Linked DNA regions of Mus musculus: all the other regions are linked to region 1. The links are chromatin contacts, called in public ChIA-PET, HiChIP or PLAC-seq and promoter capture Hi-C maps. All regions are on one chromosome and are shown on one strand. Each heading gives the region's core, a stretch centred on a gene start, on an enhancer-like site or on the middle of the called end of the contact. The rest is flanking DNA. Distances are from core to core; before and after follow the strand shown.

Region 1 (4,114 bases), core at 706-3,205:
TTTTTTAAGAAGAGTTAAGGCGGGGCTGGAAAGATGGCTCAGCAGTTAAGAGCACTAACTGCTCTTCCAGAGGTCCTGGGTTCAATTCCCAGCAACCACATGGTGGCTCACAACCATCTGTAGTGGGGATCTGATACCCTCTTCTGATGTGTTTGAAGACCGCAACAGTGTACTCACACACATGAAAGAAAGAAAGAAAGAAAGATAGAAAGAAAGAAAGAAAGAAAGAAAGAAAGAAAGAAAGAAAGAAAGAAAATAAATAAGTCGGGGTATCCAGGCGTGGTGGCGCACACCTTTAATCCCAGTACTTGGGAACCAGAGACAGGTGATCTACAGAGTGCATTCCAGGACATCCAGGGCTACAAAACCCTGTCTAAAAAAAAATACCAGTGAAGATATGGCCTAGGCGATAACGCAAAGGATGGCCTGAGTTTTATCCACAGGACGGTTGGTGGAAGAACCAACTCTTAAGTTGTCCTCTGATTTCCACAACCTACTATAGCATGCATACACACATATACACACTAACAGGTAATTTTAAAAAATATAGAAATAATGGGGCTGGAGAGCTGCTCAGCAGTTAAGAGCACTGGCATTCTTCCATAGGAACCAGGTTTGATTCCCTGCACCCACCCAGTAGCTCACAATATCTCTAACTACAGAGGCTGAGGTCCTCCTCTGGCCTCTCTCAGGCAGCGTGCATGCACATGGGCACACATACATACACGGAGGCAAAATACACCTCTGTGTTTACCTGTGTCTGAACTGTGTCCTTTATAGCCAAAGGGAAGGAAAGAAATTAGAGATCCAAAATCATTTTCTCTGCCCCAGGAGCATACGCCAGCTCTTCCTGGTGCCCAAGCTGAAACTCCAGAGTACTGGACTCCAGAAAGAACTCTTTACATTTTAAATAAGTCGCTGCACACTTCTTAATCCCAGCAGAGGCAGGTGGATGTCTGAGTTCCAGGACAGCCAGGGCTACACAGAGAAACTCTGTCTCGAAAAAAAATGAAAATAAATAGATAAAATAAATGTCTCTAGTCGTTCCTACAAACGACAGCCAAATTTACAAAGTGCGAGTACAACTCCAGGCAAGTTTCCCCCAGTAAACCTTCTTGCCCAGGGCTTGCCCAATACTCCGAAGACCCACTAACTGCGAAAAATCTCCCGCACTCTTCCCTCCTGTGAAAAGGTGGGTTAAAAAAAACTGTCGTCCCAAGCCGGAGCGCCGCTTTCACTATCTACAAACTTCCACCTGCAACCCGAGTTTCCTCCCACCGTAGGCTCGCCACCCGGAGGAGCTCCCTGCCCGATCCGATCCGCCCCGCCCCCTCAGGCCGCGGATCGCAGCAGGACACCCACCGTTCCCGCTCCGGCCACTTTGGGGGAGGGTGTCTCCGTCCCCGAGCCTCCCGAGCCTCCCCACCCCCACAGTGGGAGTGCGCTCGCTTGCTCGCAGCGTCCCCCGAGAGTCCCGGGCACCGGCCCCGCTTCTCCCGGGCCGGCAGGCCGCCCCTCCTCCCGCCGCCTGGCACGGAGCAGCCTCCCCCTCCTTCCGGGAGACCCGCGCGCCGCCGCAGCCCCGACCGAGCCGGCTACCTGGGAGGCACGGCCTGCGCGGAGGAGGAGGCCCTCCGCAGCCCTCCGTTGAGATCCTTTGCCTCCGGCGACGAGGCGGATACCGCCGCGGACCGGGACCCGGGTTCAGCCTCGCTCCAGGCCGCATCCCCGCCGCGGGAAGCGGAGGCTCCAGAGGCAGCGGCACCTTGGCGTGAGGCCTCGGCCGCGGCCTTCTTGGTGTCGCCGAGTGCCGGGGACTTGGGGAAGAAGCTGTACAAGGTGCTTTGTCGGGACATGATGAAGGCTGACGGGCAGACCGGGCCACGGCTCCGAGCGCCTACAAGGATCGCATCCACCGCGCGGCCGCCGCTGGCGGGAAAGTCGGGAGGAGGCGCGTCCTACCCGAGCATCCGTAGCCCAGCGGCCAATCCGAAGGCGTGTCGGCCTGCGCGGTGGGCGGGGCCCCGCCCGCGACGTGCCCTGGCGTAGATGGGCGGGGCGGGGCGGGCCCAGCCCCCAAGCTCGGGTTGGCGGGCCTTGAGACTGAGCCTTTGCAAAGCAGTGGAGCTCGCGGTGGCTACCCGGGCAAGTATGCACCAAGAAGACGGAAGTGGCTTGCGCGGTTGCTGGAACGGCGGGGTGCACCCTGCGAGAAGCCGCGTCGAGCTCGCTGCGGAAACACCTGGCCCTGCGGGCGGTCCTGCGGTTGGACTGAAAGGAGCTGAGAAATTGGTTGTTGCTGTCTGCCACGTACGGTGCGTTCGCAGAGCATTGTACAGAGCGGCACTTGTGAATGCCAAGTGCAAGAACAGCTATCCACAAAACCAGCTACCCACAAAACTTTCCTTGGCCCGTCACTGCCTCAACTAGTTTACGCCTTACTATATGAGATGGGCAGTTAAGGTCCAGTCTTATCTGAGCCCTTTAGCATAAGTGTGCAGAATTTTTTATATTTTAGAAACTGAGATTGCTAAGGTAATGTTGAGCGTCAACGCTTGGGCCCTAGCAACCCTAACGAGCTAAACTCCCACTCATCCTCAGTAGTCGAATAATAGAGAAAATAGCAAAAAAACAGATTTTTTTTTCAAAGGGCCACATTAGGAAGATAAAGTTCAGCCCCCCCCCCCCGGAAGTTCATCTTTGGGGGTACTGACGTGAAGTTTTGGTTTAAACCGGGCGACGGGAACCAGAATGGTCTTGTAAGAGGTGGTCTGACCCACCATAATCTCTGCTCCAGACTGTCCTACATGGGGATTCAACGAGCTTCAGATACTTGAGAAATCTCTTTCCAGAAACCAAGTTCTTCCTCTACACTAACTCGAAGCTTTGTCTTACCCCTTCCCACCAAAAAATTCCTGGAGAAATTCCAATTCTTTGGAGTCCATTATTTCAATTGCCTGATAGCCAAAGGGAGCCAAGTGTTTCTCCTCAGAATGTCTTCCTGCCAGGTTGATTACAGGGCGTTTTCGAAAATTGGAGCTCCTATTCAAATTCAAGAAATTGGAGCTGAGCGCGAAGGTGTGTGCCTTTAACCCCATTGTTCCAGGCAGAAGCAGGTGGATCTCTGAGGTCAAGGACAACCCTGGCTACAGTTACAAGACTTGCCAGGGTTTGTTACACGGAGAAACCCTGTCACAAAAAAAAAAAAAAAAAAAAAAAACCAAAACAAAAAAAACAACTAAATCAAGAAGGAGAGAGAGAGAAATTGGGAGACTTAATTCAGCTCTAAGTAAGAATGGACTTAGCTCTGGCTAGCAATACCTTCACTTTGGTAAAAGGGTAAAAAGATTTGCTTTGTTGGACAAAACCAGCTCAGCCTGTAAAGGTGCTTTGGAGTCCAGCTAGAGACCTGAATTCTATCACTAGAATCACACTGTGAAGGATTGCTGCAAATTATCCTCTGACCTCTATACTCAGGCTCCATAGGCTTGGGGTGGGCACGGTCACGTGCACACGTGTATACGTGTGTATGTGTGTGTGTGTGTGTGTGTGTGTACACATACACACACCAGCCTAAAAACAAAAGAAACTTGGTATGGTAGGCCACACCCTTGATCTCAGCACTTAGGAGACAGGGGATCTCTGTGAAGTTTGAGGCTGTTAAGAGATGTCCCAGAGAAACTACCAAGCTAGACCACTTTGTAGACAGAAAGATTCCTTTAGAATCAAACTGCTAAGGCCAGTCTCTTGGGACAGAGATAGGAGCAGCCTGTTGGGAAAACAAGCAGACTTTGTGACGGGGTGGAGGTGGGGGGAAATCTGAGCTGATAAGATTATTCTGTTTTTCGGATAGGTTAAAGCAGGTGGCATTGCCTGAGGTAGTTGACCTTCCAGGAGGGAACGTTCAGGGAGGTTCTTGGTGAAGAGAAACTACCTTAAAAGATTTGCTCTGCTAATAAACAGAAACCTTTAGGCTTGTTAATCCAGTAAGTCTTTCTGTTTATCCAAAGGCCTTCTGTTTAGGACAGTGTCACCAGCACTCTCCGTGGGAGTGGTGCTTTGAACCTGGTAGAGGCCAGCCCTGTCTACACAATGAGTTCAGGCCAGCCAGGGT
Region 2 (4,114 bases), core at 595-3,094, 510 kb before region 1:
TGGAGCAATCAAGTTTGTCGGATACCCGTTACACACACAGAGTTCCTAGGAGGGATGGCAAACACAAGCTCTGAGTACAAAGGGAGGGAAATCTGCCTCAAATTCAGCCAGGGTCAGATTAACCCTGGGACGCATGGCTGAAACAGCCCTGAAGTGTATGGAAACAAACTATTTTCATATTATAATAGCAATCATTTACATTTGAAAGATAGTATCTTAAAAGTTAGTTTTTATTCCTCCATCTTTCTTCTTTTAAAACTCACTTTCATATATCCAACTAACTTTTCTTCTGTCCTGAATTTTTTTTTTACTTTAAAATGTTTTTATTCCAATGTTTTAGTGCCATAAAGGTTTATAACACTCTTTCCCTTTCCTGACTCCTCCCCACCCACCTCCCCACCTAACTTTATTCTTCCTCCCTCTCTCTCTAACCCCCAAAGAATAAAAACAAAATACAAAAACTGAAAATTGAAATAGATTAACTAAACCAAACAAATACAATATGACAAAAATGAAATAAAAAATAAAAGCAAAACACTACCCCCAGGCATGAGGCCTAAGGTTGGAGATAACATATTTTCCCTTTCCAGCAGGAAACTGCTTCTTGATCAGGAGTGGGCCTCGGTGTCTACTTATCCTTAGTGCAGCGCTTTGTCTGTTTTGAACCTGTAGAGCCTTTTCAGTACTGCCGTGTCTGAAGACACCACGTTCCCACTGCCTCTGGCTCAGTCTCTGCCTCCTCTTCCCCACAGACTAGAATGGCAGTTGTGGGTCCTGTTTGTTTGTTTCTTACTAGGTGCACCCTTCAACACACAGGCATAATATTAAGCTTTTGTCTATTATACATAGTTAAGAAGAATTCTCCCATATTCTGCCTTACTTCCCTTCCGTTTTTGTGGTGCTTGGAGGGTTAAACTTGCCCAGGGCCTGGTATGTGGTAGGCAAGCCTTCTAAACCCATGCAGCCTCCCAGGGTGGTCTCAAGCTTGTTGACCAGCCTGAACCCCTGATCTTCTCACCCAGTCTCCAGGTGCTGAGATAATGGGGGTCCAGCACTAACCCCCACCCTCCCAATTATGCTGGTCTGTTGTTCTCAAACATACTCTATTGTCTTTAACTAAATTTGTCCATCTTTTCTTAGTAGACTTTGCAATTTATACCTTAATACTCCTACTCCAAAATTTAAATAACCTGTAAAAAATTATTTTGCAAATATGTGTGTGCATGTGCGCGCACGCTACTGAAATCAGAGGGCAGAAGCCCTGAGAATCACTTCTCCACAAAGGTCCGTGGGACTGACCTGAGCTTTCGTCTTTGCTTTTAGCTCTTCGAGTTTACCTGAAAAGCGTTTCCTCCCTACACTGATTTATCAATACTTTTGCACAGCCTTAACCGCGCTTTCTCAGATCTCCACAGAAACAGAAACTGAGTCATTGTGGTTGGGGGTGGCCGGGAGGGGGCAGTGGGCAGGATGTGAAATGAATAAGTAAAATAAAATTAAAAAGCAAACAAAAGAAACCGAGTCATTCAGATTAAAACACAATTTAGAGGAAAGAAAGAATTCTGTTATGGCACTTGATCATCTTATATTTTATATCATTAGCTTGAAAACACACTTATAACATTTACTTTAAAAAGGATGACTGCTTACATTCTAAAATCTCTTGTTCTATTGAAGTATTTAAAAGTATCATTGCAGTGGCTGCATCAATGTCAGATTCTGAAAACGGAGAGGAGAGACAGCATTAATGTTCTTCCTGAGAGCAAGCTCTGCACAGTTAACGTGATCAGCATCAGGACGCTGCCGGCCCAGCGTCTTGACACACACCTTCAACCCCAGCATGAGGAAGCAAAGGAACATCTCTTTCAGAATCAACCTGCGTCTGGAAAGAAGGCTCACCCACTGACGGAAGGCCAGGCTCACAACCACAAGGGTAAAACCAACCTGGTCTACACATCAAGTTCCAAGCCAGTCACAGCTACTTAGAGAGACCATGTTTCAAAACAAAATAAAAAAACAGCACACCTCCATATACCACCCCATATATATATATTGTACACACACACACACACACACACACAATTTTGAAATAAAGTCTCATATAGCTGAAGATGACACAGAACTCTGGATTCTCCAGCTTTAGCCTCTGAAGTCCTAGATTCCAGCTGTGTATTACTATTCCCAGTTTATATGGAGACAGAATCCCCACATGCTAGAACAGCACTCTACCAACTGAGCTATATAGATCCCAAGCTCTTATTACTTGTTATTTTACAATTTGTTTTCCTTTAAGATTTTGAACAGTTTATTGAGGGTATTATGTCAAAGATAATAGAGAGATGCAAGCAGTAAGATTGCCTTCCTTCATTCATAACGACTGTGAACAATCACTGCCTTTCCAGAGTTACCTCTAAACTAAATTAGCTAGAATGCATAATACTGTTTTTTTAGCATTTACCCTGGATAAGCTTATTGTTATAAAATACATTTACATTTATTATACAATATTTGAAAGATTAAAAACATGTAACTGAGCCGGGCGTGGTGGCGCACGCCTTTAATCCCAGCACTCGAGAGGCAGAGGCAGGTAGATTTCTGAGTTCGAGGCCACCCTGGTCTACAGAGTGAGTTCCAGGACAGCCAGGGCTACACAGAGAAACCCTGTCTCGAAAAACCAAAAACAAGAACAACAACAACAACAACAACAACCCCAAAAAACAAAAAACAAACAAAAAAACCCATGTAACTAACTGGTCACTCTATGACCTGAACTTTTAAGTGCTAAATGAAGTTACTGTAGGATCAAAATATTGATCATGTTCAGCCATACTTATACAAACGCCTATAAGAACTACTAGGTCTTATGTGTGTACACATACATACATACATGCTCATGTCTATACTGGTGTGTATGCACATGTGTGTAGAAGCCAGGTCACTCTTTTTGTTATTGATACTCATTGTGTAGCTTTGTTATGGAACATCTATCTAAATTTACGAGGCTCTTCAAAATACAAAGGCAATCTTGGCATATTTTTATATAAAAATATATTTTATATACCAGTATACTATATTAGAATCACAGTTTTGAACAATAAGAATTCAATACAAAAACCACATAGTTATTACTTACTTAAAATTGACATAGCAAACGAACTTGCTAATATTTATTCATTTATTTCCTTTTTTTTTGGCTTTTTGAGACAGGGCTTCTCTGTGTAGCCCTGGCTGTCCTGGAACTCACTCTATAGACCAGGCTGGCCTCGAACTCAGAAATCCGCCTGCCTCTGCCTCCCGAGTGCTGGGATTAAAGGCCTGTGGCACCGCAGCCCGGCTCTGAACTTGCTAATTTGTTAAAAGACATGGAACTACCACATGCCTGCCAATTTCTAAACTCACTGTCAATGGACTTTTCAGGAAAGACTTCTCTTTCCACTATAAAACTCACGCCTACACATTGGTGCAAAAAATTTCAGACACAATGAGCCTTACTTACTTCATAACGGTTCATTATAGTGACTGCATGAAAATTTTCAATATCTCATTTTCCTTGAATGAGTATTAAGGCTACAATTAGATTTCTTTTTCACTCAAAAAAAAAAAAAAAAAAAAAAAAGCTGCCAAACCCATATAGTCAAAGTACAAAAGAAGTTCTTACTGACAATTTGTATACAGAAGTATTTTATTTTATGTATATGGGTGTCTTCCCTGCATGCATGTCTGTGTACATCTGTGTCTCTGATGCTTGTTGCAGAGCCCAGACAAGGCCATCAGATCTCCTGGTTTTTGTTTGGGGGTAATTTTTGAGACAGAATATCTCATTGGTCTAGAACTTGTGAAGTAGGCAAGCCCAATCGGCAAGCCAGCCCAGGGTACCCTGTCTCCTCCTCCCTAGAACTGGAATTATAGGCACCTGGCTTTTTCGTATGGGTTCTAGGGCTCCTGCTCAGGGCTTTGTAAGGAAGCATCTTACTGACTGTGCGCTCTCTCTCTCTCTCTCTCTCTCTCTCTCTCTCTCTCTCTCTCTCTCTCTCTCTCTCTCCAGCCCCAGTACTATGTATTTTGTTTGCTTGCTTGTTTCTGTGATTAGAGACAGGCCTCACTATGTCACATA
Region 3 (4,114 bases), core at 1,178-3,677, 470 kb before region 1:
ACAAAAAAACAAAAACAACAAAAGGAAGCTGCAGAAGCAGGAGGGTCACGCCAACTTTGAAGCCAGCCTGGACCACAGAGTGAAAGCCTTCTCAAAACACACACACACACACACACACACACTTGCTGTTTGAGTATTACTTTTAAATTTCACTTTACTTTAAACTGTTTGCAGTGTTCCAGGCTTCCGGCTTTATGTAAATGTCTCTTCACTTCTCTTCAGTTCGTTTACTTTTCTTCCTCAACTATGAACTGTTCTCAGTGGTCAGTGCACACTCACTTTCCAGCCTATCTTCTTTCCTACAGAAAGCTTTACACCCTCTTCGATACCTTCATTAACTTCACTAGAACATTCAAAAGCCCAGTAAACGAAGTCCGAACCATTTCTCCAGAACTCTATAAATGTAAGGGGTTTCCTTCTTAATGGTTTAACAATAACGTAAAACTAAGTAATAACACAAACATGCCATAGAAACAAATTAAAATTGCCGATCAAAAAAATGACGCATGATCTAGACTGTAAAGACATTCTAAATCTTCACTCTCCAGTAGTTTATTTTTTTAACTTTAATCATTTTCTCTTTCACTTTTATATACTATAATTTCCACCTATGAATTCTGCTCAAATCTGACTACATACAAAACTAGTATTTATCCTTAAAAAGATAATTTCATTGCTAATCTGTGTAAAAAGAAACAAATGAGTTTTTTTCATAAGCCCGAAATAATGCCAGAATGTTATCATTTCAGATTCATTAGAATCGCTCGTTATTGGCTTTGAAATTAAAACGATTTTTCTAAAGAGTCGGGGAACTCTTTTTATAAAGACATTGCCCTGTCGCTCTTTGAAGATACCTAACACTGCTGAAATTTTAAGATGAATCATCAAAGTTGCAGCGAATGGCAAAAATGGCAATAGACACCTTACCAGAATTGCAAAGGAAAGCCATTCTACGATTCAGGTGAAACAACTAGATGTGATCGGTTCGGCTTTTTCCACTTCCTCTTATTAGAGCGCAGAAGCCAAGACTATACCATTACAAAGCCCCTGCTGCGAGAGAAGCCTCAAGCTCTCTGGCCGCTAGAGCACTCTATTGCACTCAGCCGGCCACGTGGCTGTCACAATCAGAAGACAGGAGAAAAGAGCACCAACTAACCTGGAAATAATTAACCGCTCACAGCGGAGTTGCAAGTAGGGGAAAAAAAAAAAAAGTCTGTCATTTCTCTGCACTTATGACTCCTCCCACCGCCACCCAAAAGGTGGAAAAAGGAAAGCTTTAAAGCAGAAACCAAGTGCAAGAAGATCTCGAGAGCGCGGCTTCCCAATGAAATTGCTACCCCCAACTCGCGTGAGGTGCGGCGGTGGGAACCCAGGCATTTTGCCGGAGGGCAGCCGGGGGCGGAGTTTGCAGTGCAAGACCGAGCACCGAGCACGTGGACTCCCTGCCCCTAACCTCCCCGGCTCGGCTTCGGGCTGCCGGGCACTGCACGCCGGCCGGCACCCAAGCTCAAGGCCGCGGACCACCGCGCACCCTCCCGGCCCGAGCGCCGGGCCGGAGGGCAGAAGTAACCTCGGCCCCGAAGGAGATGGCGAACAGGAAGTGCACATGTTGCAACGCCGAAACAGTCCAAGTCCCACCCCCACCCCACCCCACCCCACCCCCGGCCCGGGCCAGCCAGGCTTGGGGGCGCCTCCGGCCGCGAGAACCGGGCTGGGGTCGCCACCCCACATCGGGGCCCCGCGCCCGAAGTTTACGCGAGTCCTCCTGGGCACTACTTCTCCGGGCCCAGCCATCCCGCCCGGGCCGGGCCGGGCCCCGGACTGGGACTCCACGCCGCGCGCGTCCCGCTCGGATGGGAGCCGGAGCGGCGACGTGGCTGGCGCGGGCTCCCCGGGACTCTTAGAGCAGCAACTCCCGGGGTCGCAGGTTTCCGCCTGGGCGTCCTCTGCCCTCTGTGGCTCCGACTGCGCGACGCCCCCTCCGGTACGGTCATTACCTCGGGAGAAAACTCCTAACTCCTCACTCCCGGGGACCCGTGCTCGCCTCGGTTCCACACCCCCGGGGCAGCCCACGCTCTGCCGGAGCCGCGCGCCGGGTACACCCCCGCGCAGGGGCGCCAATTCTTCCCGGGACACAAAAATGTCCCGGCGCGTCACGGGACAGCCGCCTCCGCGCCCCCACGCCCAGCGCCGGCCGCACACGCTGCCTCCGCGCCGCGCCGCGCCGCGCGACCCCGGGGACTCACCGTCACTCAGCCGCCGCGAACCAGAGGCGAGGGCCGGGCCGGGCCAGACACAATATGGCAGAGCACCGCAGCTGCTCCCGTGGCTCCCAGCAGCCGCCTCCGGGACACCCAGGCGCGAGCAGGCAGTGGCAGCTGCGGTGGCGGCCGCCGCAGCACCACATCCCCCCCCCCCCCACCCCTCCCGCCTGCTCGCTTCCTCCCCTCCTCCCCGCCCCGCTGCCATGACAACGCGGCGCCAAGGCGCTTGGCCCCGCCCCTCCTTCCGTCCCGCCTCCCGCAGCCCGCCCTTGCCTCGTCCCGCCTCCTACCAGGGCGGCGGCCGCCCCTCCGAGCTGTCGTCCTGCAGGCGGGTGGGGGGGAAGGTGGCGTCCGGAAGGGTGGAGCGGGCTCGGAAGGCAAAGCGAGGGGACGCTGAGGTTTACGGAGCTGGGCGTGCAGGCGGGAAAATGAAAAGCCCTCGCCTGTCGCCCGGAAGGACCTATGGGAGGGCGACCGAGGCGCGGCGCGGCTGCTGAGTGGACGAGCTGGCGCGGGACGCGCGAGTGTCCGCCCGCGACGCGTGTGCTGGGGCTGCCGCGACGGCCCGAACAGCCCCTTGGCTTTGAAAGTGTGGGGACCGGGAAGCTTTCTTGAGAACAACGCTACCTTCTTCTGACTGAAGTGCCGTGGAAACTCTATGCAGAGCAGATTTTAGAGGGGAAATGGGGCTTTGGAATCAGATCCAAATTTTACTAAAGATTTTCTGAGACTCTGTCTCCCAAATTAAAAACCAGTAATAAAAGGCAACACAGCAACAACAAAAATGTACAGAGCTCTCACTAATTGCTGTGTACAGTAATAAGGACTTAATATGCATTGTACACGTATTGCCTACACTGTATTGCGGGTACAGTGCTGCTAGATAAAACGGGAGTGGCCAGTTAATTCTGAATTGCAGACAAATGTAGAATAATTTTTAATGTTAAGGACATTCCCTTCGGGGTATACTTTCTGGTTGCTTCATGTTTTAGTGAATCTGCCAACTCTACAATTTCAGGAATTCCCTTTACATAGAAGGAAACTGAAGCCTAGAAGTAGCCTATCAAACTGCCCTTGGCAGTGAAGGTTTATGTATCAGTACTGGGTAGGGTGAGGCTGGAGGAGTGCCAAGATTTAGAGGTCACCCTGGCCTTCATAAGAAGTTTCTGTCTCAGCTGCGCGGTGGTGGCGCGCGCCTTTCATCCCAGCACTCGGGAGGCAGAGGCAGGCGGATTTCTGAGTTCGAGGCCAGCCTGGTCTACAGAGTGAGTTCCAGGACAGCCAGGGCTACACAGAGAAACCCTGCCTCAGAAAAAAAAAAAAAAAAAAAAAAAAAAAGAAGTCTGTCTCAAAAGGAAAGCAGGGTATAGTGCCTCATTCCTGTAATCCTGGAACTTGGAAGGAGGACATAGGAGACTCAAATGTTTAAGGCCATCTACATAGGGAGAGAGAGAGAGAGAGGACTATTCCATTGAATTTCTAAAAGAAAACTATAGTTTGAGTTTACTGTTATCATTATGAACCTGGAAATTAAACCTTTCAATTTCTATACCCAGTTCTTTAAAAACCATGCTACTGATACCTGTTTCACACAGATATAAATGGATTAAGAGAAAGGGTCTCTAAAACGGAGACATTGCCCGTCTGCTTGCTCAACAAAGCTTCATTTGGTTCCTGATGAGGGGATGTTGACTATTCAATGTCTTTGCATATAAAATGACTGAAGCAGGCTATCTGCTCGCAGTAAAGTAGATGAGCTGTGAATATGGCAGAGATGCAGAGGAATTGTAGGCACCCCGATGTACAAGAACAAAGCCAGAAATATTTGATTCCCTCATTCCACAAACAAC
Region 4 (4,114 bases), core at 978-3,477, 410 kb after region 1:
CACAGTGAATAAAATGTAATTTACAACTTTTATGGAGATGGAAGGGTGGATCCGTGGTTTAGAGCCCTGGATACTTTACCAGAGGGTCTAGAGGTTCCACCCCCAGCTCCGACATGGTAACTTTAGTAACAGGGATCCAACATCCTCTTCTGGACTTGAGGGCACCAGGGATGTATGTACACGGACATATGTGTAAGTAAAACACTCACACCCAGAAGATGAAAAGGTAATAATAAAATAAACTCTTAAACAACAACAACAAAAAGAGCCCTGGTTGTTCTTCCAGAGGACCCAGATTAGATCCCCCGCACTCACGAGGCAGTTCACAACCATGTCTGATTCCAGTTCCAGAGGAGCCAATGCCCTTGTTTGGTTTCTGTGGACACACACACATAACACACATAACACACACACACACACACACACACACACGTAAATAAATCATAAATAAAAGGGTGGTATGGTGGTAGGCACACCTTTGCTCACAGTGCTAAGGAGGCAGAAGCAGGAGATCTCTGAATTTGAGGGTAGCCTGGTCTACAGAGCGAGTTCTAGGAAGGACAATCAGAGCTACACAGAGAAACCCTTTCTTGAAAAACAAACAAACAAAAATAAAAATTGTGTGAGAAAAAACTTTTCTTACCAAATCAGTTAGCTCACATATTATTCATCATTTTATTGGGCCCCATAAACAGAACCAAGCATTCCCTTACAGACTGTAACTAGGGCACTCAGCTCTCAAAGGTAGTAATTGTTATGTCCTTTATTACTGGCATATCTTAACAAATGCCCGGCCTGGCATCTGTTCCAATATCACAGGCTATCTTTGTGTTGTGTGAAAATAAAAACAGTCACAGACAGAGGGAGTTGGGAAACTGAAGTATCACTCCCAGCCCTGCTTGACTGACCAGTTCTCCCTTGGGCAAGACATGCCTCTCACCAGGCCTCCTTTCCCTTGTTTGTAAACACTCTCTGAGCCTCCCAAACAGCCTGGAGTGGAGTCACCTAGGGTGCTGGCTAAACATGCAGACCCCAGAGCCCTCTGGGGGCAGGGCTGGGTGACAGCCAGAATCCAGAGCCCTCTGGGGACAGGGCTGGGGTGATGGCTAGAATCCAGGTTTGTTTAGTTTGGTCTAGTCTTTGCAGACAGAGTCTATCTCAGGATGGTTTAGAACTCACTATCTTCCTGCCTCAGCCCACCCCTTCCCCCCACCTCCCGCCAAGGGCTGGAACTTTGACCAAGGCTGAGGTGGAGTCTATAGGGTCTTTTTTCACTTTGGTACTGCAGACTCACTTGATCTGAGTCTGCATGCTTGCCTAGTCAAGTACTCTGACAAACATTTTATAGTTATTCACTGAAAGAGTCTCTCCACATAGTTGTCCAGGTGAGCCTTTATCTTACCACCTCCCTCCCTGGCATCCTCAGTAGCTAGGATGACAGGCGTGTGCCACCGGGGCAGGCTGAAGTCAGTATCCTTCATCCAAGCAGTTCAGAGGATTCTTTTTCTCACCACATTTGGAAACCATGAACACCAGACGGTTGCTAAGGGCTCAGATTATGCTATGATCAGTAATTTATAAAAATAGTCTTCTGGAAAAAGAAAAAAAAAACCATGAAGCTGAAAAATGATCCTGACACAAAACGTCTCCCATTTCCTGGGCATAGTTTGTGAAGACCCTCGGCTTTTGTTCCTAACACAGGATCGACACACTTAACAGTGCCCTTGTGCAATGGAAACCTAGCTTAGGTGTTCCTTCCTCTGGTGGCCTTTGGCTGGAATTTTGCCAGGGCCCAGCCTCCTCTCCCCACCCCCCACCCCCCACCTGCCCACAGAGGTAGAAATTCTTTGGGACCTCAACAAATATTTCCCCAGACTCCTGCATGACTCAATCCTCAGTTCCTTAACTGGGTGTTCACTGCAGTGTCAATTTGCTTATCTGAGATGCTTTTCGTAGGATGAAGGCTTGCGTCTGCTACCCTCCTCTAGACTTGGTTTTTCTCCTTAGCACTGTCTAATCTACTGACTATTTCATCCGTCTGTGTTACTTCTCATGTGTCTGGTCCCTGCTACATCCTCAGTGCCTATACTAGAACATAGTAGATGCTCAATAAATATCTGTAGCTTCAAGGAATGAGATATTTGCTGGATGAGTCAAAGAGTAAATACGTGATTCCTAGGAAAGGGCTCAACCTTTGACCCATGGGAACAGACACTCCAGCCCCAAGTCAGGGCCCAGCCTACCATTAGACATCCACCTTACCTCTGGCTCACACATACGGTAACGGTTGTACACTGTACTGAGAAGTCACTCCTGTGGCCCTGAACTAATTGGATCTTTTGGACACAGTTGCCCCTCCCCCTTCTTTCTCTTTCCTGCCATCAGGATCCTTTGAGAACTCAAGCTAAGTGGTGGTGGTGGTGGTGGTGGCAGAGGCGTTGGTGGCAGTGCATGCCTTTAGTTACAGCACTCAGGAGGCAGAGACAGGCAGATCTCTGTGAGCTCGAGGCTAGCCTGGTCTACAAGTGAGTCAGTCCAGAAAAATCAGGGCTCTGTTACATAGAGAAATCCTGTCTTGCCACCCTCCCGAGAGAGAGAGAGAGAGAGAGAGAGAGAGAGGAGTGTAGAGCAGGTTAAAGTATTTACTTTCTGTGGAGTTCTAGTTCTGATCCCTAACACTGAATAATCAATAAATTAAGTAGTAAAGAGGAGATTGTGGGACGCCTGACTTGCCAGCAAGTGAGACGCCACAACAGGATCCTTCTACAACACGTTTATTGGGAGAGCATGGACGGCGTAGGCGAAAGACCCCGAGCCCCAGAAATGGCGCTGCTTATATAGGCCTAGGAGTGACGTGTCCATACCTGATTGGTTATGCTACCAGTACCTCATTAATATGCGTCGGGCCAGGCAGTGACTAGGCAAAAAACTCTTATGCACGTGCGCACATTGGTTGTTTACCCATAATCATGGGTGGTGGCCAGTGGTAGCCAGCGCCATCTTGTAATGGCGTTTGTGGCTTCCCACAGGAGATCACCCTGGGATCCACTCATACCCAAAGGCACGAGACATGACAAACAGACCATGACAGAGATGAAACTAGGCCAGAACACTAGCTTCTTGGCTGCTTCGTCATCGTTGGTCTAGGCTTACCAGGAAACAGTCACAGGTGCTCATTGCAGGAAGGATTGTTGCCACGTCAAAGGACTACCATCGTGAGCAGTGCTGTGGGGAACTGTGAGCGAGGCTCCAGGAGAAAAGGCAGAGGGCACTTTGTTCCCTGAATTGTTCTCAGACATGATTTTGTGCCTCCTGCAACAAACATTGGCATTCAAATTTCAATTTATTCTTGATGGATGTCAGATCATACGGTAGAACCCAGCCTGGTCAGCGAACCCTGAATCTGATACGGCCTTCTGCCTTGCTTCCATGCTTTCCCAGATAGAATCTATAGTACGTCCAGGCAACTGTGCTTCCGTGGGTCTGTCCTGACGAAGTTCTGGGATAGGGCTGCTCTGTCAGTATTCAGTATGTGCTTACTGATGTTTATTTATGTGTTGTTTTTTTCCTGAACTCAAACCCTTCCTTGGATCACTGCTTGCTGTGTTTCATGTGTGCATAAAAACACACTGACTCCAAAGTAAGGCTGTCTGCAGCCTAGACTGTGGTACGCCTCGACCTTTAAGGTCCTCAGATTCCAGGTCTTGCACACAGATCTGCACAGGTTAAACCGAGCAGGAAACAAAATCTCCTTTTACTTTAACCCTAGGAATGCTCAGCAGCACAGGCTGCTATCATGGCTGATTTTTTACTTCTTAATTTATTTAATTTGCCCTCAACCTCGGGCAGCAAAAATTTGCTTTTTCTAAAGTCAGTAAATAGTTCACATACTACGGTTAGCTCAAACCAAAACCAAAACCCAAGCTGGGAAGTGGTGGGGGATGGGATGCTGGAGATGACTCGGCAGCGAGGACCTAGGTTTGGTTCCCAGAACCCTCGTGGCATCTCACAACTGTCTGTAACTCTAGCCCTCCAGTGCCAGGGGGTCTGATGCTCTTTCTGGTCTCTTCAGAAACAGGTACACATTTGATTATACACGTGTTCGAATACTCAT
Region 5 (4,114 bases), core at 1,002-3,501, 370 kb before region 1:
ACAACTTCCACATATGAAGCAAACATATTTCCTAATACAGCTCTCTCAGTTCTGTTAAGGTTTTACAAAGATTTTCTTTTAGATTTCCTATCATCATAGTAGGTCTACTTTTTATGAGTCATATATCTGCCCTGGATAGATGACTCAGTGAATGAGAGTCTTTTTATGCCAGCAAGAGTCTGAAACTTAACACACACACACACACACACACACACACACACGCACGCACGGCTAAGTACATATGCAATCCCAGCACTATGGGGAGTGGGGATGTCTGGGACTCGCTGGGTCAGATTCAGTGAGAGTCTCTGTTTCAAGGGAACACAAATATCAAGACACAGCAGGACAGCGACGTCTTCTGGCTTCCATGAGTGCACACCTACATACACATATATACCATTCTCACACACAACAGAAGTCATGGGGGGAGGGGTGGGGAAGAGGTAGCTCAGTGGGTAGTCACATTTATGTAAAGAAGGAAGACAGCCTCCTGTGCGCCATGTGCTGAACTAATTCAGTAAGAAAACTTTATACTTCATTACATACATGACCTGGTGGTTTGTCCAGCTGAGGCAAAAGTTGCTGATGGACTCTCTGAATGTTTTTATCACTACCTAAAAGCATATCTATAACCTTACTTGCTTAGCATGTGTGTCCTTATTAAATCCCACTCCATAAAGAAAGGAACACTGCTGTCTCATTCATTATGATAATTGATGCCTGCCACATCACAGGGCATGCAAAATGCTGCATCCATGGAGAAACACAGCTCTCTGAATTCGTCTGAGTGCAGAGACCAAATATGAGAAATGGTAGTTTACCCAGCATCACAGCTCCATTAATTTATGACCTGTTGGAAAAACATGTTTTCCCTTTTTAACAAGTTTCTATTCAAATGTGGAAGAATAGTAATGGAGGTCTCCTGGTGGCTGGCCTGAGGCCCTGTCCCCCCCCATCCCCTGCCCCCTTCACTGTAATACATGAGCAGTTAGCTGGTTGTGAGTCGTTTGCTAATGAAATAATCACTCCCAAGAGTATTAGTTCTTTTTCTCATTGCTCTGGCAACATGCCTATCAGAAAGCCACTTGAGAGATGGTTTTCTTTGGCTTACAGTTGGAAGGGATACGGTCCTCCATGGAACTGGAGGCAACTGGTGTGATCCCTTCCGCTGTCCAGAAGCAGAATAAACAGAAAGGAAGATGGGACTATCAAACCTCAAGGCTCCCTCTAGTGACTCACTTCTTCAGTCTGGCCCCACTTATTAGAGCTTCCACAACCCTCCTTGAACAGCACTCTCAGCTGGGGACTATTGTGCTCAAGCACATGAACCAGTGTCTATGTTGGTATTTCACATTCAAACCTCGGGGGAAGTAACATATCATGCATAGCATGTACTTGTCGGTGCTAAAAGTAACAGTGAATGAAAAGGTTGAACTTGGGAGTAGGGGGATGAAAGTGGGGGGATGGGGATGGGGTATGGGAGTGGAAGGAAGTGGTGGGGGTGGCTCAGCAGCTAGGAGTACTTGCTGCTGGTGCAGAGGACAAAACAACAACAACAACAACAACAACAACAACAACAACCACCTAGACCAAACTGGTAGACTGTCACATGTACCTATAATCCTAGCACCTGGGAGGTTGAGGCAGAAAGATCATGCGCTCGCAGCTAGCTGCACAGCAAGACTGCAAAGGAGTTAAGGGTGAGGGTAGCCACTCATATTCAACATTTCAGAAAAGAGAATGGAAGGAAATTCAAGTGTGATAAGGAAGAGCTAAGCACAGATGTTAAAAAATATATTAAATTCTGTTTTTCCTTTCCCAGCCCCAGCTCCTGGAACAACAACTATGAGACTAGTTAGTCATTATTAAATGCCTAGGCCACAAACTTTGGCTCATCCCTGACTAGCTCTTCATGTTTTTAACCATTTAATCTACTCTATGTTTACCACTTGGTTAGTGACCTCTCCTTCAGTCCCAGCTGCTGCTTCTTCTCCTCAGCGGCTCCCTCTGCGTCTCTCCAGGTTCCTCTCCCTCCTGGTTTTCATCCATCTCTCCTCTGTCTCTGTCTCAATCTTTTCCTCTGTGGGAAATGTGTGACCTTAGAGAACATAAGGCGACCACTGAAAGACCTTGCTAGAATAGCATGCTGGGGACCTTCCGCTAGAAGTTTGTGGAGAACCCTCCCTTCCCAGAATGACCCAGCAAAACAAGCTTTACAAAAGCCCCTGAAAGGCAGGTGCAGATAATGACCTAGAATGTCTCACTTCCCTCTTCTGGGGACGAAGACCTCACCTCACCCAGGGCCATCAATGCTGCCTAGGGAAGGTCATGAAAAGACACTTGCCTCTCTGTAAGGGAGAGTCTAATTACCATTTCTAAAGGGTGGAAAGAGAAGGTCAGCTCAGGCCAACAATGGGCTTAAACCAACTCAAGTTGTTATCAAGGCCTGCCCTTAAACTGTATAAAAAGTGTGTGCTTGGGTTGCCTGTGCCTCAATCGAGGCAGGACAGCCCCTGGCACACCAGATCAATAAACTTCTTGATTATTTCATCAGTCTCCGTTTCTGTGAGTGGGACACCCTGGACATAAGGCTCGTTGGGTCTTACACCTCCATGGCTCTCTTTGAGCTCTTATTATTTCCCAGTCTTCTCTTTCTTTCTGCTAATGTTCCACCTCCTATTCCCTGCCACAGCTCAATGGCCATTGGCATTTTATTGACAGGTGATGCTTCTAAGAGATTCTTTCTATACCCAGAGTGTGGTATTACACTCAGTCTTCACAAGTTTCATTCTACAGATGTCAACACTGAGTACCAGTCGGGTAGGTGGGTTTATCTCAGTGTTTTCCCAGCAACTAGGTTCTGAGACTATGTATATCTCATTCTAAAGTCTGTACCCTTCTACATAGTTTACTAATTACTTGTAATCAAGAACTTGATAAATATAGATTATTATATTGCCTACATCTTTCATTTAATTGGTATCATCAGTCTTAGAACTATTCTAATATTTATAGCAATTAAGAATGTTCTTGCCGCCCTTATAACAAATCCATAATTTTCCTCACAGCTAGCTGCTCTTGGCTAGACCCTGTTGGAAGTTAGAACATGAAGAGCTAAAAGGCAAGATATTTGAAGTTTTCCACCAGAGTTGGCAAGATGGCTTATTGGGTTAAGGTGCCTGCTGCCAGGCCTGAGAGAGAGAACTGACTCCCACAAATTATGCTCTGACCTCCGTGTGGGCACCGAGGCTCATGGATGTGCATACTATTGCTATTTTAAAAGAGAATATTTGCTTACTCATGTATCAATTCTACAACTTCTTCTGGTACCCTTTTGCTGATGGTAGACAGAAAAAAAAGAGGTGCATAAACTCAGAAAGGCCACCGCTTGAAGTGGGACATCACACATCACCAGATAAGCTTGGTCCGAGGTTGCTTATTATCTTGTGTATTGGTTGGTACACCCTCCATTGTCCTTGCTTTGAAACAACTATGTCAAAAACACCTCTCCATTTCTGTAGACTGGGCTGTCTGGCGTGTCTTTTTCAAGGGAGTCTTCTGTGGATCATTAATATGCAAAGCAGATAAGAGATTTAAAAAGAAAAGCTACTGCTGGCTGCAGTGGGAGTCGGTAGGCAGTCAACTTCGGCAGTCAGCTTCGCCCCAGTCTGAGAGACTCCGAGAGGTTGGACCCTCCTTAAGGCCTTCTACAGAATTGATGAGTAAGACGGTCCCTAAGGTCCCCGCCAAGTCTAAAATTACGGAACCAATGACTCTGTTGGGTATATGCTGGTTTTGGTATTGCTGTGGAAACCAGGCATCTCCAACAAGGGGGAAATAGCAGTAACTGCCTTTCTCTGGGAACATCTGGTCTGGAAATGAGAACATCTCAGCTCTGGTCCCTGCTCGGCCACTATTTAAGTCTATTACCTTAGCTGCTGTTTCCCCATCTACGAAACGCTCATAAACCATTCCCTGCCTGCTTTATTTTTAAATGTATCTGTTAGCGAAGTTTTAAATTCCCTTCAACAAAAATTAAACTAGTATACAGTCTTAAAGTCTTGCCTTCGGGGATGTGCGGAGGTTGATTCTTCACTCTGAAGTTGGAGCTATA
Region 6 (4,114 bases), core at 1,188-3,687, 330 kb before region 1:
AATTTTATTCATTATTACTCAATTTCTGTCTTGACTTCTTGATTAGTTTTTTTTTTGGTTTTTCAAGACACAGTTTCTCTGTGTAGCCCTGGCTGTCCTGGAACTCACTTTGTAGATCAGGCTGGCCTCGAACTCAGAAATCCTCCTGCCTCTGCCTCCCAAGTGCTGGGATTAAAGGCATGTGCCACCACTGCCCGGCTTCTTTTTTGTTTTTAATTTTTTATTAGCTATTTTCCTCATTTACATTTCCAATGCTATCCCAGAAGTCCCCCATACCCATTCCCCCACCCCCTACCCACCCACTCCCCCTTTTTGGCCCTGGCATTCCCCTGTACTGGGGCATATAAAGTTTGCAAGTCCAATGGGCCTCTCTTTCCAGTGATGGCCGACTAGGCCATCTTTTGATATATATGCAGCTAGAGACACGAGCTCCGGGGTACTGGTTAGTTCATATTGTTGTTCCACCTATAGGGTTGCGATCCCTTTAGCTCCTTGGGTAATTTCTCTAGCTCCTCCATTGGGGGCCCTGTGATCCATCCAATAGCTGACTGTGAGCATCCACTTCTGTGTTTGCTAGGCCCCAGCATAGTCTCACAAGAGACAGCTATATCTGGGTCCTTTCAGCAAAATCTTGCTAGTGTATGCAATGGTGTCAGCGTTTGGAAGTTGATCATGGGATGGATCCCTGGATATGGCAATCACTAGATGGTCCATCCTTTCGTCACAGCTCCAAATTTTTGTCTCTGTAACTCCTTCCATGGGTGTTTTGTTCCCAATTCTAAGAAGGGGCAAAGTGTCCACACTTTGATCTTCGTTCTTCTTGAGTTTCATGTGTTTAGCAAATTGTATCTTATATATTGGGTATCCGAAGTTTCTGGGCTAACATCCACTTATCAGTGAGTACATATTGTGTGAGTTCCTTTGTGATTGGGCTACTTCACTCAGGGACTTGTTTTTTTCAAGTAAGGTTTCTCTCTGTGTAGCCCTGACTGTCCTGGAACTCCTTATGTAGATTAGGCTGGCCTTGAACTTAGAGATCTCCTTGCCTCTGTCTCCCAAGTGCTGGGACTAAAGGTGTGTTCCACTGCTGTCCGGCTAGGAGTTTAATTTTTATTAGATTTACAAGACTTAAGATCTTTGGTATTACTTATTAGAGAATATTATCTCTTGAGATAGAATCCATTAAAAGCTTGAATGCATTTGAAATATTTAAATGGGTTTAATTTACAAGTCCTGCAAATAATATAAAATATAATCAAAGGCCATTTCAGCAATCAAAGGTCATTTCACAGAAATATTAACAATTTGCTAGAGGATTGCATATGCTATTATAGTCTTTAAACTGAACTTAAAAGTTTAATGACTAGCTTTTTAAAAATTCTGTTACTTTAACAACTTGAATATTAATTTTTAAAAGTAAGATTCTTGTGTTCCCTGTGTTCAAAAAGCCACCCTCAGAGGCACAGGAAGTGAGCAGTTGGTGCTCTGTGAGGTCCTCGTGTGCTAGCTCCAGGGCTTTGTTTCAGGTTGGCTTGTGCAGGGCTCTGCTCAGCAGTGACAGGAACTACCCTCTCCTCGCTCATAAGAAGCAAACCACCAATGGTCAATAAAGCCATTGTCAAAATAAGGCTTTATGGCTCTCACTACAAAGAAAGTGACATAGTTTATTGTGGAGCCAAATGACCATGGCCCAGGAACATAGAATCAGTCTGCTCCTATCACCCTGTCCCAATATAATAACAGTTTCATGACGTGTTTACAGTTACAAACCAAATCATGGCCTTTTAATAATATAGACATGAATATCAGGTAGTTGGGTGTGGTGGTTTGAGTACGCCTTGCCATGGGAAACGTCATTATGAGGAGGTATGGCCTTGTTGAAACAGGTGAGGACGAGTGAGTCTTTTCTCGGCTGTCCTCAGATCTAGGTGTTGAACTCTTATCTTCAGCACCATGTCCGCCTGGACGCTGCCATGATGAAACTGGACTGAACCTCTGAACCTGTGAGCCAGCTACAATTAAATGTTTGCCTTTACTAGAGCTGCCTGGGTCATGACGTTCCTTTACAGCAACGGAACCCTAAAACACTGGGCCATAGCAAGTGAGGTAGCCTCCACCACAGGCCTCGTGCACTTTCTCATGACAGCCTTTGTGCTGTCAGAAGCTTGTGGTCTGTAAAGAATATTAGGACACAGAAGTGGACAATGGATGCCTATAAAGGGAGCTAAGACAACCCAAGATAACTTGGCTCTGGGCCTCCAACATGCTAACTCCGCAGTCTACCAGGCCCAGCAGGTAAAGTCTTGAACACAATCTAGCTTTCATCTCTTGCGACCTCAGTCTCATAACCAGCAGAGTTCCCATTGGTTCCCACTGGTCCCAATGGTCTTCAGCCTTTGGACATCGTTTTGTCTTTTAGCTTGGCAGGTGAGCCATGTTTTATTTTTATTATTTTAATATTATTGAGAAAACATTACATTTGACCTTGCCTGGCCCTCCTCCACCTCTCATCTGCTTCCCAGTGCATGGGAACACAGGACCCTTCCACTTAAAACATCTGTTCTGATCTTAATTTCCCCACTTTAACTATCATCATCACCAAAAGTGGTCCTGCCTCTCTGTGGCTTCAGGGGGGGAAGATGCCCCCCCCCCTACAGGTGACTCAGCAGAGTAGAGGGAAACCCTCAGCCACAGGTGGAGGGGGATTCACATGGAAAGTGATACCTTTCCTTTTAAACGGGGGAGGAGGGGACTGTCGAGGTCTCAGCAGGTTAGAGCACTTGCTATTGTTGCGAGGACCAGCATTGGGTTCCCACCTTTGATGTTAGGTGCTCACAGCTGCCTGTAACTCTAGCTCCAGGGGACTCTGGCACTTTTGACTTGCAATGATCCCTGCACACGTGTGGAATTATGCCCACAGGCACATAATTAAAGAACATGATAAAAAAAATAACATTTAAAAGCGCGAGGAAGTATGAATTGAGGGGAAATGGACTTGAAGACAGTTCCTGTCTTGTGGTAGAGAAATGGGGTCAGCGGGCGGCTCTGGGTTTGAGCGCTGCTTCATCACTGATCAGCTTTCTAGCCAGGAAAAAAAAAAATCACGGACAGGATTTCCAAGCCTCACTTCCTCCTAAGGAAAATGAGATTTTGCTCATTCATTCATTTTACTGATTTTGCAGTCCGGGCTCTTTTGCTTTTCAGTCATTGTGCGCGTGTGCGCGTGCGCGCGTGCGCACGTGCATGTGTGAGTTTTTTGTTGCCATGACTGCGGCAATTTATAGAAGAAAAAGTTTGTTTGCACTTAAGGTTCAAGGGTTAGAGTTCATGACGACAAAGCAGAGGCCTGGCAGCTGGCAGCTGAAGCTGAGGGCTCAGTGGGAATGGCCAAGGCTTTGAAATCTCAGAGTCCATCCTTACACCCCCAACTCCCGACCCCACCCCGTACTTCTTTCATCAAGGCTACACCTCCTAAGCTTCCTCAGCAGGAGACCAAGCACTCAGACGTCTGTGCCTGTGTGGGACATTCTCATTCAGACCTCCACAGTTTGTCTGTGTGACTCGGGAGCCAGCACAGTGTGGGTCTATCTACTGAACTCAGGCTTAGGGAGGAGAGCTGTACCTGCTGAGCCATCTCGCTGCCATCTCCGTAGTTCTGATAGAGAGAGAGAGCGCGACCTTCACACAAAGACAAACCGCTTCTAAAGCCTGGAGAAGAGTGCCCAGCACAAAGCGATTCTTCAGGAAAACTCTGCTGTTAAATTGTATACGAGTTCTAATTGCTAGCACTGCACTGCACTAATGATAAAAGAACCGTAGCAGCCCTTGGTGCTGAAAGGAAGGTGACCCACAATTACCCTCAGTGAGTTTCATTAGCAATGAAAAGGGCTCAAGGTCATGGTTGGGCCTCTAAATGGGCAGAAGAAAAATCACACAGGAAAAAAAATAATATAAGGCATTTTAACATGATGGAGCTTATGTTTAAGAGAAAGAGGATGTTTCCATTTAAACCTGAAGCGGGGGTTTATTTAAAGAGAAACAGGGACAGGGACAAAGGTGATTGTGCTGATGAGAGATAACAGGACAGCTTTCAGGGCACCTCCAGAGCAACCCC
Region 7 (4,114 bases), core at 681-3,180, 280 kb after region 1:
GGGGCAAATGGAAACCCCCCTCCTGTACACCTAAGACCCTGTTCTTCCCCACATAGATGGAACCCCCTCCTGTACACCTCTTCTTCCCTGCCTTCTTGTAGGGTGATTCTTCTCAAGTGTTTCTGGTCATGCCTGTCTGCCTGGTTCCTTTACTCCGCCATGAAATCCGTAGCTACTTTGAAGCCACCCTGGCCCCCATAACCTTTCCTGATTCCCATCTTCTTTCCCTAGTTGCCTCACAGATCTCTACCTCAGACTCCCCTGTCCCTATCCTACAGATCCAGTTAACTCTCAAGGGTGGAATATCTCCACACCGTGACTGCTACCCACCGCAGCTGGTCTTTATCCTCCTATTCCTTTCCCTCCAGACCCCAGTTTCCCGTCTCTGAAAACCACCGCTGCAGTCTCAAGCCATTACCCACCCACTATCTCGGACACTCCCACTGACGGCCTCACAGGGCTCCTGCTCTCCCAGCGCGCGCAGTACATGAGCTTCCGCTGCCTACCACACAGTACATTAAATATGGCAGTGGTTCCAACCCACCCTGTGGTTACCAACACTTCTACCCTCCTCCCTAATACTCCTCCTCTGCCTTCTACTTTACCATTGTGGACCTAAAGGACCCCTCCCTTCTTTACTGTCCCCCTGCATATTGACTTTCTCTTTGCCTTCACCTGGGTGGACCCTGACACAGGGCTTCGGGGCAGCTCACACGGACAGTTCTCTCTCAAGGCTTCCAGGGCCGTCCTCATTTTTCTGGCCAAGCTTCATTCCTAGCACACTTCTCTATCATGTAGATGACGTTTACTCTGCAGCCCTTCCTAGTCTCTGTCCCAACAAGGCAGTGTTTCGCTCCTCAGCTCTCTTGGTTGCCTGGGCTGCTCCCATCCTCTCTGTGGATGGATGCTTGCATAGATTAGCAAACCTCCAAGCAGCTTAGGCTGTGGTCAACTCCACTGAAACCGGTGAAGCAAACTGCCTCCCAGCGGGGACCTCTTCACAGTAGGCTGAGCTGCCTTAGCCAGGCATTCCACAGAGCCAAGGGCCAACATCTCCACCAATTCTAAGTATGCCTTAGTAAAAGCCCACCCACTCCACCTTATTCTCGACCCCAAGGGCACCACATTCAAGGCCCTGGGTTTGATTCCCCAGCACCGCCTGGCAAGTCCACTCTTCCTTGTCTGTCACTTCAGTTTACATCAAGTGGCCACAGAGGTGCCACACAAAGTGCCAAAAAAATACAAACTCAAGACAAATTAGACATTTTTTAATATGATTTTTCTGTTGTTTCTGGTTACTTTTTCCCTTCCAAAAATACTTTGCTGTGGGAATTAAATGTGAATTGCATACCTGATCCATATCTAAAGTTGTTTCTATCATTTCTTGAAATTTTGAAAAATCAGAACGAAGATCAATAAGAGGAGTCACAAAAACTGCCAACAACAGTGCCTGGTGTCTTCCTAAAACAAAGCAGAGACAGAAGTAAAAACAACAGATCATAATATTAAAATAATGAAATCCTTTGAACCAGAAAGCACAAATTGTCCAGGTCTCTAAACTCAATTCTCTTTTATGCTTTAACTCAAAGGGTATCATCTATAGACAGGGGACCACTGTGGTAGTGCCCAAGGCCCAACTACTAGAGCACTGCCCTCCCTGCAGGTCTGGGTCTCCTTCAGAGGGTGTGGAAACATTAATTATGACTAAGTGAGCCAAAGACAAAGCCACTAGAATAAGACCTAATTTGCATCCTAATTTCCATTAACAACCCAGCGCTCCAATCAGCAGAGGCTGAATCCAGTGCTTAAATTGGAACTTGGCGGTTGAGAGCCATCCCGAGGAATCGTGGGAGGAGGGGAACAGGAACCAACAATGTGCAAGAAGGCAGAGTCAGGGCTGGCGCTAGCCCGGGCATGCTGCTCTGTGGCTTTCTCATCCTCAGCACAGCCCTGTCCTGAGCCCTGTCCTTGTCTGCACAAGGTAGTGACGATGACAACTACCCAGAGGATAGGTGCGTGCCTGAGACGACACAGCAACAGGCAGTGCCCCACGCCGAACAGTCACTATACACTACACCACAAAAAACAGCTGTTGCAGATGTGAGGCTCCTGTCATCCTCGGTGTCCCCTACCCTCTCTAATGCAGACCTCCTGGAATCTTCATGACCACCCTCAGCCTCCTTCCCTGAGTTTTAACCTCCACTGAACCTTAGTTGCCAATTTCCAACTGGATTTTTAAAGACTGCATTCTCCATTAACTACCACAGCCTGGAAAGCCCTGCAAAAGCTAAGGCAAGGCCCACAGACCCCTTGACATCAAGGCAGAGCATGGACACAGGTCATCGTTTCACCTTTTTCGCATTCCCAAAACAGGTAATGAAGGTGCACAGTATTAGACAACCGTGTCTGTTACCAGTCAAAAGATCCACCACACTCTGAAATCATTTAACAGCTTTTGGAGTTATCCTAAAGTTTCATTTAAACTCAGCATTCCAGGTTGGCGAGATGGCTCAGTGGATACAAGCATAAATTGTTCTTGCAGAGGACCCAGGTTCAACGTTGAGACCCACACTGGGCAGCTCACAGTTTAGCTGTAACCCCAGCTCCAAGGGTTTCAGACTCTGGCCTCCATGGGCACCTATAGTCGCATGTCAACAGACCCACATATCCATAATTACAAATTTAAAATACAGATTCATTATTCTGAAATTGAAGCAAGAGTAGGCCTTTCATTCCTCTCTTAGAAACAAGGCTGTAACTATGTTGTATAAAAATCGATGTTCCTGCCTCGGCCTCCTGAGCAGCTGGGATACAGAATTAAACTACCACAGCCAACTTGTCAGCATCCCCCCCTCCCCTTTAGATTTAGTTATCTTTAATTTTATATAAAATGCATCCTTGGTGCCCACAGAAGTCAGAAGAGGTTATCAGATACCCTAGAACTGGAGTTTGGAATGGTTGTGATGGCCACAGAAGCTGGAAATCAAACCTGTCCTCTGCAAAAGCAACAAATGCTCTTACACGCTTAGCCGGCTCTCTCTCCATCTTACACGCTTAGCCAGCTCTCTCTCCACCTTACACGCTTAGCCGGCTCTCTCTCCATCTTACACGCTTAGCCGGCTCTCTCTCCATCTTACACGCTTAGCCGGCTCTCTCTCCACCTTACACGCTTAGCCGGCTCTCTCTCCACCTTACACGCTTAGCCGGCTCTCTCTCCATCTTACACGCTTAGCCGGCTCTCTCTCCATCTTACACGCTTAGCCGGCTCTCTCTCCATCTTACACGCTTAGCCGGCTCGCTCTCCACCTTACACGCTTAGCCGGCTCGCTCTCCACCTTACACGCTTAGCCGGCTCGCTCTCCACCTTACACGCTTGGCCGGCTCGCTCTCCACCTTACACGCTTAGCCGGCTCTCTCTCCACCTTACACGCTTAGCCGGCTTTCTCTCCATCTTACACGCTTAGCCAGCTCTCTCTCCATCTTACACACTTAGCCGGCTCTCTCTCCACCTTACACGCTTAGCCGGCTCTCTCTCCAGTCCTTACACGCTTAGCCGGCTCTCTCTCCATCTTACACACTTAGCCGGCTCTCTCTCCACCTTACACACTTAGCCGGCTCTCTCTCCATCTTACACGCTTAGCCGGCTTTCTCTCCATCTTACACGCTTAGCCGGCTCTCTCTCCATCTTACACACTTAGCCGGCTCTCTCTCCAGTCCTTACAATCTTTCTAAATGCATTAACTAAGGAGCTGGAGAGTTAACACTGTACGCTGCTCCCGCAGAGGACCCAAGTTTAGTTCCAAGAACCCACACTAGGCAGCAAACAACTACATTTACTCTAGCTCCAGGAGACCTGATATCTTACTGTCTCTTCCGAAGGGAAGGAGGGACAGAGGGACAGACAGATGGACGCACGCATACACAATTTAAATGCATTAATTACAAGTGTGAGGCAGGTGGATTTCTGAGTTCGAGGCCAGCCTTGTCTACAAAGTGAGTTCCAGGACAGCCAGGGCTATACAGAGAAACCTTGTCTCGAAAAACCAAAAAAAAAAAAAAACCAAAACCAAAAACAAAAACAAAAACTCAAGTGTATGGCTCTGTATCAAGGTTT

The links. Promoter capture Hi-C pulls out the DNA fragments that hold promoters and counts their contacts. ChIA-PET counts read pairs in DNA pulled down with a chosen protein or histone mark. HiChIP or PLAC-seq counts read pairs in DNA pulled down with a chosen protein or histone mark.
Region 2: a contact with region 1 is called in an RNA polymerase II ChIA-PET map of memory CD8 T cells, with 5 read pairs. The contact joins the enhancer-like site here to the promoter of Msh6 in region 1. A contact is called at or near these places in 10 of 39 promoter capture datasets (the 3T3-L1 cell line, the C10 cell line, the HPC-7 cell line and 6 more), 1 of 484 Hi-C or Micro-C datasets (bone marrow-derived macrophages), 15 of 115 datasets of contacts at active chromatin or transcription factors (the 230-238 cell line, the SCID.adh cell line, bone marrow-derived macrophages and 8 more) and 2 of 9 other capture datasets (adipose tissue and liver).
Region 3: a contact with region 1 is called in a promoter capture Hi-C map of pre-B cells, with 4 times the contacts expected there. The contact joins the promoter of Foxn2 here to the promoter of Msh6 in region 1. A contact is called at or near these places in 18 of 39 promoter capture datasets (the 3T3-L1 cell line, 3T3-L1-derived adipocytes, the C10 cell line and 12 more), 28 of 484 Hi-C or Micro-C datasets (B cells, the C10 cell line, CD4 T cells and 19 more), 12 of 115 datasets of contacts at active chromatin or transcription factors (the 230-238 cell line, DN3 thymocytes, the SCID.adh cell line and 7 more) and 4 of 9 other capture datasets (adipose tissue, liver, macrophages and 1 more).
Region 4: a contact with region 1 is called in a FOXA1 HiChIP or PLAC-seq map of pancreatic cancer cells. The contact joins the enhancer-like site here to the promoter of Msh6 in region 1. A contact is called at or near these places in 1 of 39 promoter capture datasets (the 3T3-L1 cell line), 4 of 115 datasets of contacts at active chromatin or transcription factors (embryonic stem cells and pancreatic cancer cells) and 1 of 9 other capture datasets (embryonic stem cells).
Region 5: a contact with region 1 is called in an H3K4me3 HiChIP or PLAC-seq map of embryonic stem cells, with 4 times the contacts expected there. The contact joins the enhancer-like site here to the promoter of Msh6 in region 1. A contact is called at or near these places in 5 of 115 datasets of contacts at active chromatin or transcription factors (bone marrow-derived macrophages, embryonic stem cells and large pre-B cells) and 1 of 9 other capture datasets (pancreatic islet).
Region 6: a promoter capture Hi-C map of stem cell-derived epiblast-like cells shows a contact between it and region 1, with 4 times the contacts expected there. The contact joins the promoter of 1700116H05Rik here to the promoter of Msh6 in region 1. A contact is called at or near these places in 1 of 39 promoter capture datasets (stem cell-derived epiblast-like cells) and 5 of 115 datasets of contacts at active chromatin or transcription factors (bone marrow-derived macrophages and embryonic stem cells).
Region 7: a promoter capture Hi-C map of embryonic stem cells shows a contact between it and region 1. The contact joins the enhancer-like site here to the promoter of Msh6 in region 1. A contact is called at or near these places in 21 of 39 promoter capture datasets (the 3T3-L1 cell line, 3T3-L1-derived adipocytes, the C10 cell line and 13 more), 12 of 484 Hi-C or Micro-C datasets (the G1E-ER4 cell line, the HL-1 cell line, Th2 cells and 7 more), 31 of 115 datasets of contacts at active chromatin or transcription factors (the NIH/3T3 cell line, the SCID.adh cell line, bone marrow-derived macrophages and 16 more) and 4 of 9 other capture datasets (adipose tissue, embryonic stem cells, liver and 1 more).

What each region holds. Positions count from the first base shown.
Region 1 is chr17:87,972,891-87,977,004 of GRCm38.p6, reverse strand. It overlaps Msh6 (mutS homolog 6), which reads right to left and starts at 1,955. Exons shown (of 10, transcript NM_010830.2): 1 at 1,600-1,955. The coding sequence starts at 1,856.
Region 2 is chr17:88,482,006-88,486,119 of GRCm38.p6, reverse strand. It overlaps Foxn2 (forkhead box N2), which reads right to left. Exons shown (of 6, transcript NM_180974.5): 5 at 1,651-1,719. Among named protein-coding and RNA genes, the nearest start is that of Foxn2, 43 kb to the right of the region's middle. Within about 2 kb of position 1,844, at least 9 of the 459 cell types and tissues checked have an H3K27ac peak or open chromatin away from gene starts, as enhancers often do. A contact at or near this core is called in memory CD8 T cells, where this site is marked.
Region 3 is chr17:88,439,017-88,443,130 of GRCm38.p6, reverse strand. Foxn2 (forkhead box N2) reads right to left here and starts at 2,427. Exons shown (of 6, transcript NM_180974.5): 1 at 2,247-2,427.
Region 4 is chr17:87,560,959-87,565,072 of GRCm38.p6, reverse strand. All of the region lies in intron 1 of Gm46587 (a long non-coding RNA gene), which reads left to right. Among named protein-coding and RNA genes, the nearest start is that of Gm46587, 7.7 kb to the left of the region's middle. Within about 2 kb of position 2,227, at least 31 of the 459 cell types and tissues checked have an H3K27ac peak or open chromatin away from gene starts, as enhancers often do. A contact at or near this core is called in pancreatic cancer cells, where this site is marked.
Region 5 is chr17:88,345,253-88,349,366 of GRCm38.p6, reverse strand. All of the region lies in intron 1 of Gm31615 (a long non-coding RNA gene), which reads left to right. Among named protein-coding and RNA genes, the nearest start is that of 1700116H05Rik, 40 kb to the right of the region's middle. Within about 2 kb of position 2,251, at least 11 of the 459 cell types and tissues checked have an H3K27ac peak or open chromatin away from gene starts, as enhancers often do. A contact at or near this core is called in embryonic stem cells, where this site is marked.
Region 6 is chr17:88,305,895-88,310,008 of GRCm38.p6, reverse strand. 1700116H05Rik (a long non-coding RNA gene) reads left to right here and starts at 2,437. Exons shown (of 4, transcript XR_001782254.2): 1 at 2,437-4,114. The region is part of intron 3 of Gm31615 (a long non-coding RNA gene); the gene reads left to right.
Region 7 is chr17:87,693,842-87,697,955 of GRCm38.p6, reverse strand. It overlaps Msh2 (mutS homolog 2), which reads right to left. Exons shown (of 16, transcript NM_008628.3): 8 at 1,352-1,461. Among named protein-coding and RNA genes, the nearest start is that of Msh2, 23 kb to the right of the region's middle. Within about 2 kb of position 1,930, at least 32 of the 459 cell types and tissues checked have an H3K27ac peak or open chromatin away from gene starts, as enhancers often do. A contact at or near this core is called in embryonic basal ganglia, embryonic stem cells, epiblast stem cells and 1 more, where this site is marked.